2 separate regions of the Mus musculus genome follow, and region 2 is linked to region 1. A link is a contact called in public Hi-C data. All regions are on one chromosome and are shown on one strand. Each heading gives the region's core, a stretch centred on a gene start, on an enhancer-like site or on the middle of the called end of the contact. The rest is flanking DNA. Distances are from core to core; before and after follow the strand shown.

What was found. A called contact is a pair of places that touch in the nucleus more often than the background predicts.
Region 2: a contact with region 1 is called in a Hi-C map of the N1E-115 cell line, with 4 times the contacts expected there. The contact joins two enhancer-like sites. A contact is called at or near these places in 1 of 39 promoter capture datasets (cranial neural crest), 2 of 484 Hi-C or Micro-C datasets (the HPC-7 cell line and the N1E-115 cell line), 7 of 115 datasets of contacts at active chromatin or transcription factors (craniofacial prominence, embryonic basal ganglia, embryonic limb bud and 4 more) and 2 of 9 other capture datasets (adipose tissue and embryonic stem cells).

What each region holds. Positions count from the first base shown.
Region 1 is chr2:174,332,253-174,336,580 of GRCm38.p6, forward strand. Gnas (GNAS (guanine nucleotide binding protein, alpha stimulating) complex locus) reads left to right here. Exons shown (of 12, transcript NM_010309.4): 2 at 1,960-2,032. Among named protein-coding and RNA genes, the nearest start is that of Gm30189, 7.0 kb to the left of the region's middle. Within about 2 kb of position 1,974, at least 54 of the 459 cell types and tissues checked have an H3K27ac peak or open chromatin away from gene starts, as enhancers often do. A contact at or near this core is called in the N1E-115 cell line, where this site is marked.
Region 2 is chr2:174,807,607-174,811,934 of GRCm38.p6, forward strand. No RefSeq gene overlaps it. Among named protein-coding and RNA genes, the nearest start is that of Gm14616, 46 kb to the right of the region's middle. Within about 2 kb of position 1,890, at least 18 of the 459 cell types and tissues checked have an H3K27ac peak or open chromatin away from gene starts, as enhancers often do. A contact at or near this core is called in the N1E-115 cell line, where this site is marked.

The sequences.
Region 1 (4,328 bases), core at 724-3,223:
TGTATGGTTCATTCTTGCTCATATGAGTGCTTATTTAAGTTCACTATGATGTTAATGATACATCAAATTCCTAACATCTTTTTTTGTGTGTGTTTACAGTGATTTCAAATGTCCCCACTTATTTGAGACTGCAGTTCTGAGCCCACCTTGCCTCCTTTCAAGTCTCTGGTCTACATGGCTGCATTGTGCCACAATTAATTGATGACCTTTGGCACAGAAATCTGTTGCCCTGGCTATTGGCGACATTTTACATTTCTTAAAAATGAAATAATTACCCACAAAGGAAACTTAATACCCCCAACTTCCTTTTCTTTAACCCATTTTAACTTCTATCAGGTAAATTAAGTAAATTTGCAGAACCACAAAACAAACAAAAGCCTGGCAGTTATTTTTCAGCCCAGTTTTCTATTCTTACAAAAGTGGAAACTGAGGCACGGATCTAGTTCTGTCTCTGAAAAAAACCTGGTGTCACAAATGTTCCCATTTCTGAGGGTGGAGTGCTGAGGGACCTGATGAGTCCTCTGTTTCCTTCATGGAAGCCTCCCAATATTGCCTTTTATATTTAATTTATGAGAATTTTGCTCATTAGGATGGTGTTTGCTTTGAAATCAATGCTGCTGTGGAAACCAATTTTAACTTTTACAAATCTTGCTTATGGACTTGTGGAGGGGTGGAAAAGAGGAGGGGTGAAGAAATGGAGGGGTGGAGAATTTCGGGGAGGGGGAGTGTTGAACTGAATAGGGTGGGGGAGTGAATGCCTTTCTATCTGGGCACCAAAACAGAAACAATATGGAGAAAAAGAACAAGATTTTTTTAAAAATTAGATTGTTGTGGGAGGAGGGGAAAAACCATTCCCACAGGGAATACGGGCTGAAGAGTACATTTGCAGAAACTTGGTGGAAATGGGGTGGGGCTGGAGGGTCCTCCAAATACTACCTATGAAAGAAAGAAAGAAAGAAAGAAAGAAAGAAAGAAAGAAAGAAAGAAAGGTGATTTAAAATGGAGGCCTGTGTTCCTATTTACTTCCTTAGTTGGGGAAAGCCTAGAATCTTCTTATTCAGGACCTTCCAGGAATATTTGTGCATATAATTAAAGTCTTATCCTTTTTTTTTTTTAAACTCTTGGTACTGTTGAAGTTGCATGTTGCCTGATGCTCATGAGGTCTCAAGTGCCATGTTTGATAACGAAATGTGTTTATTTTTTGTTTTTTGCTTTTTTTTTTTTTGCTCCCCCGCCCCCCGCTCCCGCCCCTCTGCTGCTGACAGATAATTGATGGTCTACCATTTCCCTCTGCAACATGGTGGTTGTATCCAGAGAAAAATGTATCTTTAGAAAGATTCCTTTTGCAGGGGAAGGGAGTGGATACAGTGGATACAGTGTAGCCCTGTGGTTTTAGGGTGGACCTGAAGCATGCTTGAGAGCAGCTGCATTGTGGCGTTGGGAGGGAGGTGCTGCAGCGGGGCGTGATAGTGGGAGACTGCAGTGTCTAGGCATTGTCTGCCATTCCTAAGTATTTTAACCATAAAATGACTAACAAACAGGAAATTAGGTGGCTGCTGCATAGAGTACCTTTGACCACATTTCAATACTAAATTCACAGTTTTGACTTAAAATTTTCACCCTTCCAGTGACAATTACGTCATTCCTTCATCGCCTCATGAGTTTAAAAAACCCAAAGAGAAAACAAAACAACAACAACAAAACTCAAAAGGGAAAAAAAAAGCTATTTAAAAACAGCAGAGCCCTTAATTCTTGCTTGTTACTCTATGGTGAGATACTTCAGGTAGATGCTATGTTGGATGTGTCTGTTGTTTTTCACTGCGTCGTCATGTGAAGGAGGTTTGCAGTTGTGTCATTGTGTGTCTGTTGTGTGCTGCTTCTGCTGCTTTCCAAGGCCATCATCCAGGTGAAGTGTGACAAGCCTGTTTCTTAACCCACGCCCTCACTTTCCTTTCTCAGGTGCTGGAGAGTCTGGCAAAAGCACCATTGTGAAGCAGATGAGGATCCTGCATGTTAATGGGTTTAACGGAGAGTAAGTGTCAAATCTGAGCAGGGCACTGAGCAGGACAGGTGGTATGGACCTGGCCTGCAGGAGACAGGACGTTTGAAGGAGTGTATACTAACCTCTAGAAAGCACAGCTGCTAATTGCCACTAATCATTTTTTTCTAATTTGCATATTAGACAGCCCAAGAAAGAGCTGATGGGTGCACCCCCACACCCTTCTCAACCTTTGGGGCAACAAATAGGAATAAGAGTAGAAGCACCGGTGTCCACCCAAAGCAGCCCCTCGCGCTGGAACATGGTGCCTGGTTGCAGAGGACAGTGAACAGCACTTGGCCGGGTGACAGCGTCTCTGAGGCCAGGTCCTCTGCGGCCGCAGCCTCGCCTGCTGCAGTGCAGCTCCAACATGGCCGACGGGCCTTGGCCACCCCTTGGCCAGCCAGAGCTGGCCAGCACAGGAGGTTCCCACCCACCACCCTGCAGGTTTCACTGGAGTCAACTGGTGTAGGGTTTTGTACTCTCAGGAAAACATCTTTTCAGTTACATCTTCACTTAAAAATTGGAATCCACAACCCTTGCCGACAGGCTCTAAGCTTCCGAGTCCCTCCCTGCTTCAGAATTGGTGGGATAGGCAGAGACTTATTTCTCTAATTAAAAAAAAAAATCAATACTTCTACCTGAACAACTGAAAAGGAGGTATGAAAATGGCGCAGAGACAGGGAGTTAGCTACTTCTGCCCAATCCAGGAGCTGTTTTGCCTTTGAAATGACCTTCCTGGCTTAAGACAATATGGCGAGGCAATACCACAGTGAGAGTGACGATTTTTCTTAAAAAGAGACAGATACATGGCAAGCAAGGGGTCCTGCCTTCCATGAAGAATGCAGACCGAGGAGACAGCCAATCAGTAAGGAATTGGCCTTTCCCCTTGGCCCCCGTTGTTCTCAGTGCTGATAAGAAACAGCAAGGGTCAGGGACTTAGCTGACCCTAGCGAGGGGGACCAGCTTCTGTCCCCTACCATGCACCGAGTGCTGGGGAGACAAAATTGAGCAGCACCTTTCAGGGTACCACAAGCGAATGTTCATGGAAACTTCTAGAATTTGTTAGTTTAACTAATCCGGTTTAAAAAACAAGATGACATCAGCCACATGAAAGCTTTGGGTCCGTGTGTGCTCCTTAAGTTACAGCCCCAAAATTCATAGTTAGTTAATATGCAGAAGGGAGGGGGGCTAGCTCACTGGCTTTAGGATTGACTCAATTACTACTTTGTACCTATAATCTATTAAATAATTCATTGTTGCCTATCAGACACAAATTCTGGAACTATTGATTCCTGATATGCCTCTCTCAAGAAGTCTATACAAGGAGATTGGCACCTGTCAGTCAACAAAAAAGAACCCAGATAACACCCTGCCCCAGGTGTGAGGGACTCTTCAATATGAGGCTGGTTAAGCAAATATTTCTTCAAAAATATTCGTGGTGAAAGCTGGAGGAGGCTGCTAAGCAGCTTTTAAAATGCGGTAGCCATTGTCTAACCTGATGAGAGCCGTGTCATCCCTGAGGCTTAATTGCTTCACAAATTTCCCTAAAATCTTACTTTTTAATATTAGTTTTCCCTGAGTGTTAATGTGGTGGAGGATTCTAAACCAGGACTTCTCATTTCTATTTTCTCTCTGAAAAGAGGAAGAAGCCTTCGCAGTTTGCCTTCCTTGTGGGTCTCCAAGATGTTAAATTTAGCCTGAGAAAGTGATATTCAGGCCTCCATGGGGGGCTGGATTCCTTATTTTGACCCAGTCGAACGATGGTTCTCTCACTGTGGTATAGCAGTAAAAGCGGCTCCGTCTGACCCTCACCTCAGTCCCGCTCTCAGTTCTTGGACAGAGCTATTAAATGTGTCCTAACTGTCCATGGCCTGCCTACCACTACATTTTTCGAGAGTAGAACATAATATTTATTTGACCTTCAGAAATACAGAGGGCAAAGTAGATTTTCCTAACACAGAGCTAACTTTCTGAAGTTTAATGCCAGAAGAAAAAAATGAATATTGGTTGAGCTAATCGATCTCAAGGCTGAGTGTCAATGCCCTGTCCATAGCTCCCCCCACCATAGAAAAAAGTCAGGAATAGGAATGTCCCACTTGTGCTTTGGATTGGACACGGAGAAGATTCTGAGGAGCCCTATTCTCAAGAGTTAGGTCTGTGTCTCTGTTCCCTGGTGCATGTGCATTTAGCGAAAGCAGAGGAAAACAATTACCCGTCCCTCCTGTCTCCAGCCTGAGTCTCCTGAGGGCCCTGCTAATGCAGGAAGGAAGGTGTGGAGTCTCGGTAG
Region 2 (4,328 bases), core at 640-3,139, 480 kb after region 1:
TTAGCTTATGAGTTGTGGTTCCTGTTGTCTGTCCCACAACGACTGTCTCACACAGGAGAGGCTGAGACATTTACTCCATGACACTGGATGTCTCAGCTCTCCCATTCTGAAGCTAGAAGCCTGAAGAACTCCTAGGAAGCTGCTACTCTTCACCTTACTCTGGAATCCACAAGAAGTTAGTTCTAATATAAGCTAAGGAGTGCCTCAGCACCCGAGTAGACGAACTTGCCAGCGAGAGTGAGGGCAAGCAGGCCAAAGACAAATTTTCCTTCTTCTGTGTCCTTTTATCTGGGCTGCCACAAGTGGTGCCACCCACATTTAGGGAGGTTCTTCCCACTTTAAATAATGTAATTAAGAAAGTCCCTCTCAGCAGTGTTCAGGGGGTGTGTTTTGGTTGATTGCAAATAGATAACCAAAATAAGCCATTGCAGGTAGTTGTGAGCATTGTTTGTGGTCTGGCTTTACCCTGAGTCACTCACCCTTATCAGAGATCAGAAGCAGGGCACAGAGGTCTGAACTGAGAGGAAGGGCTGACACTCGACAATGCCTGTTCTGGCTCTGAAGACAAATGCCACCTGGGTGTGAATTACGGACAGCTGCTAGGACCTGATCAGGCCCTAAGGGACTGCCAGCAAAGACTTCAACCTCAGTCTTGTGACCCAAGTCAATAGAATGCTCAGATTCCCATTCTTCCCAGCAGACTCCAAGAGCATCACAGCAGGGCTGGAGAGCCAATGAGTTAAGTGTTCGTGTGGACTGTGACCTTCACAGCGTGAGCGGATTCTTCACTGTTGTTTCAAGCCACTGAAGGCTGGACAATGTGTTAGAGTGCATAGGTAGATGTTGATGTCACAAGACCTAAATTCACAGCTAAGGTTTAGGACCCTGACAGGGGTTCCATTGGAATGGGTGGCCTGTGCATTCACGCAGAACCTGGTTCTGAGGTATCCTCACACTAGGCTTGTTCTTCACTATGGTGTCCATAATTTTGGGCAAAGACCCCCTACACTTTCATTTTGTACGGGACCTGCAAATGCAGTGGCCTGTACTGCTTGTAAGGAAGCATGTGTGCATACCTGCTGATCTGTGCTCAGCAGAAAGAGAAGGGTTTCCCACCAGATGGCCATTGTGATAAGGATTGCTCTTGGAGATATGTGATAGCATAGGGTCTAGAGGAGGGGAGCCAGTGGAACTGATGCCCCTGTCTTTGTGACTGGAAAGGCAGCCAAGAAAGTCAGAGGTGCCAAGCAGCAACAATAGCTGGTGCAAAGGCCCTGTGGTCAGGAGGTGCAAAAGCCCTGTGGCCAGGAGGTGCACAGACCAAATGGTGCTGAATGTTTATGATGCAGTGGTCACAGAGACAGAACTGTGGGTGACCTGCTGGTTGTAGAAGATGGGGAGCAAGCCAGGCAATGGAAAGGGGTCAGGGTGCAACCTTGGAATGCAGGGGAAGCTATGCAGGAGAGATTTCAATAGAACTCGCAGGTGTGGAAGAGTAAAGAGGTGTTTGCGTCACCAAGATGAGGGCTTTGTCCTAGGATCTAGGGTTCTTGCTTTGGGGTGATGGCTGAACCTAAGATGAAGGTTCAAAAGAAAGGACACGTTGACATCAGTGTCTCACACCTGCCCATCTGTGAGGAGTATTATCTCTTCAAAGGGGCTTTAATAACAGTGTGTTGTTCTGTGACTGACAATGCCTGGGGCAGGGTCCCTGGACTAAAGAAGATGTGAGTCTCTCTTGTCTTAGCCCTCGTCTGACTGATACACCCTTTGGTGGTCAGAAAAGCTATGCTTTTGAGAATTAACTTCCAATGTAAACCATCCTGGTACAGATGGTCTCCCCTCCCTTGTTGTTTCAAGATTAATGAGATCAGATTGGGGGTGGGGCAGCTGTAGGTTGACAGCTTCCAGATGTGGGGTCAGAGCCTGTTGGATTCCAGAGCCAGCCAAACAATGATCCATCTAGAGACTTTCTTAATGGCATCAAGTCGAGTGGCAAATGGACAGGCCAGCGGCCCAGCACATCTGATGGATGATATATTCTGAAGCAGAGAGACCCCCGAATAGAGTCTGAGCCCCCTCTGCTACTATCCCGTGTGTTGTGGAATGTGGTCCTCCAAGCACAACGGCCCATCAGATGGACTATGGCTGCTGGGCTCCATGATTGATCGGATTTGTTGACTGTTGATATTTCCTGGGGGGCGGGGGGAGGGGTTGAGGTCATTGGATCCTCACCTGAGTCTGCAGCCACGCTTCTTAGTCTTTTGTACAAAATGTTGTCCTAATTGCCCATGGCCTGGGTGTCTCGGGAGATGCTAGGGTACATAGTCTGGAGAGGGTCAGAGGAAGAAAGCTGCCCTCCTTGCTGGATGAAGACTGGGAGGTGTGCCTGCTTTAGCATCCCCCACGCTCCTGCAGGCAACTTCTCTCTCACACAAACACTACAGACACATAGTTTCCCCAAGACAAACTTTATGGAACAAACACTGCCTTGTGATTGGGTGGAATAGACATTATTTATGTCTGCAGGGTTCTGGAAATCCCAAAGAAATGGTGTGGGGCAGAGTTTCCAATACTTAGGCAACATTAGGGCCAGAGAGGCAAGTGACTTAGGCAAGTGATAGGTTTGCTGACCTCCAGATTCTACTTCAGCATCCTGATGGCCTTCAGGATTTAAAAAACAAAACAAAACAAAACAAAACAACAACAAAAAACAGCTATTTGATGAGCCACTGAGGTTGAAACACAAATTCAAATCAGGATATTTGATGACACAAACCATGACAGCAGCTCATTGCCTGAATGTGAAGCCTTATGGAAGCCCATGTCTGGTCCTGCCACATGCAAGAAGAGATGGCAAGAGTGTTGTCATCTCTTGGGAGAGCTGATGGGTGCTGAATCCCCCTTCTTCAGTTCCTCCACAGGAGGGTTAGGATCTCTTGCAATTTATCCCCAGAGCCTGGCTGTCTGGGGGTTTCCAGAGTCATCCCTCACACCTGTGTGTGGGTGTGTCACCACTGGTGTCTTTCTCTCATTGTCCTACCATACTTCCTGTCTTGAGTCATGTTTCTGGTCCTCTGGATGCTGCCTCTACAAGGCACTCTTCCCTTGCTTCGGTCCTAGCCCACTCAGCTCCCCGAGCCTATGACACCCTTCCCTTTCCTCGGGCCTCACACACCCAGGCAGATCTGGCCTGAATGAGGTCAGTGCTCTGAGAAGGAGATCACCACGAGGCCCCAGGAGGAAAACAACTTCTCTTAGAATCCTTGTGGACAGAATGTCTGCGCACACTGCTGAGATCATGTGGACTGTGTGTCTTCTCCCTGCCCATTTACTTATTCAATCACTGCATGCCACCATTTCCAAGTGTTTGCTTCTATTTGGGAGAAAATCCAGCAGTACTTTTTGCCTTTTCTGGCTGTATATTGGCTTTCTCGGGTGCCCAAACACCTGGAAAGAAGCAACTTAAGAGGTACAGGTTGTCTAAGGTTCACAGTGTGAGAGGGAGCTGTCCATCAGAGCGGTGAAGGTGTGGCGGTGTTAACAGTGGCATTGCATGGGCCCGATACCCTTTACATCTTGAAGACAAGGAAACGAGAGTAAGGAGAACATCTGTGCTTAACTTGCATTCTGATAACTCTCATTTTATTCAATTTAGGACCCCAGCTCACTGGATGATGGTTCCCACTTTCAAGGTAGGTTTTCCTTCTCCAAGTAAACCTCTCAGGAAAAGCTCCACATAGCCACACCCAGCAGTGAGCTTCACTAATCAAAACTTCCCATCACAATGTGGCAAGGTCATCTTTCAGATTTCCTGTCTGTTCAGTCTCACGTGTAGAAAGCTGGGTCCTTGCTGCTATGATCTCTCCTGAAGTGAGATTCATTCTATAAATTAATGAGCATTAGAATCTGGCTTCCTGGAGATGTCAGGGGAAAGTCTGCCCAGGATGCTCTGGCTATGGGATAGAACTAGGCCGTGCTGCACATCACAGATCCCCCTTGCCTGACTTGATGGTCCCCTGGCCTGGTGCTACAGCTAGAGGAGTGTGGGGAGGGGAGGATGCAAGAGAAACAGGATGGTGGTAAGGATGATCCTGTGAGCCTCCAGCATCAAGCAGCCCTGCCTTGGGGTCTAAGTGACACAGAACTTCTAGGGTGTGGAGTGGTGGGGAATCTAGCTTCTCTCCTTCTTAGATGGGTGTGGGCTTGGGTATCACCAGGACCAGCAGTGAGCATGCTTTAGGCAGTCCTTGGGAGAGGGAGTTGACCACACAAGAGGGAACTGAGGCAGGATCCCAGAGTGGGAATGTTGCTTTCAGGAGAGTTTG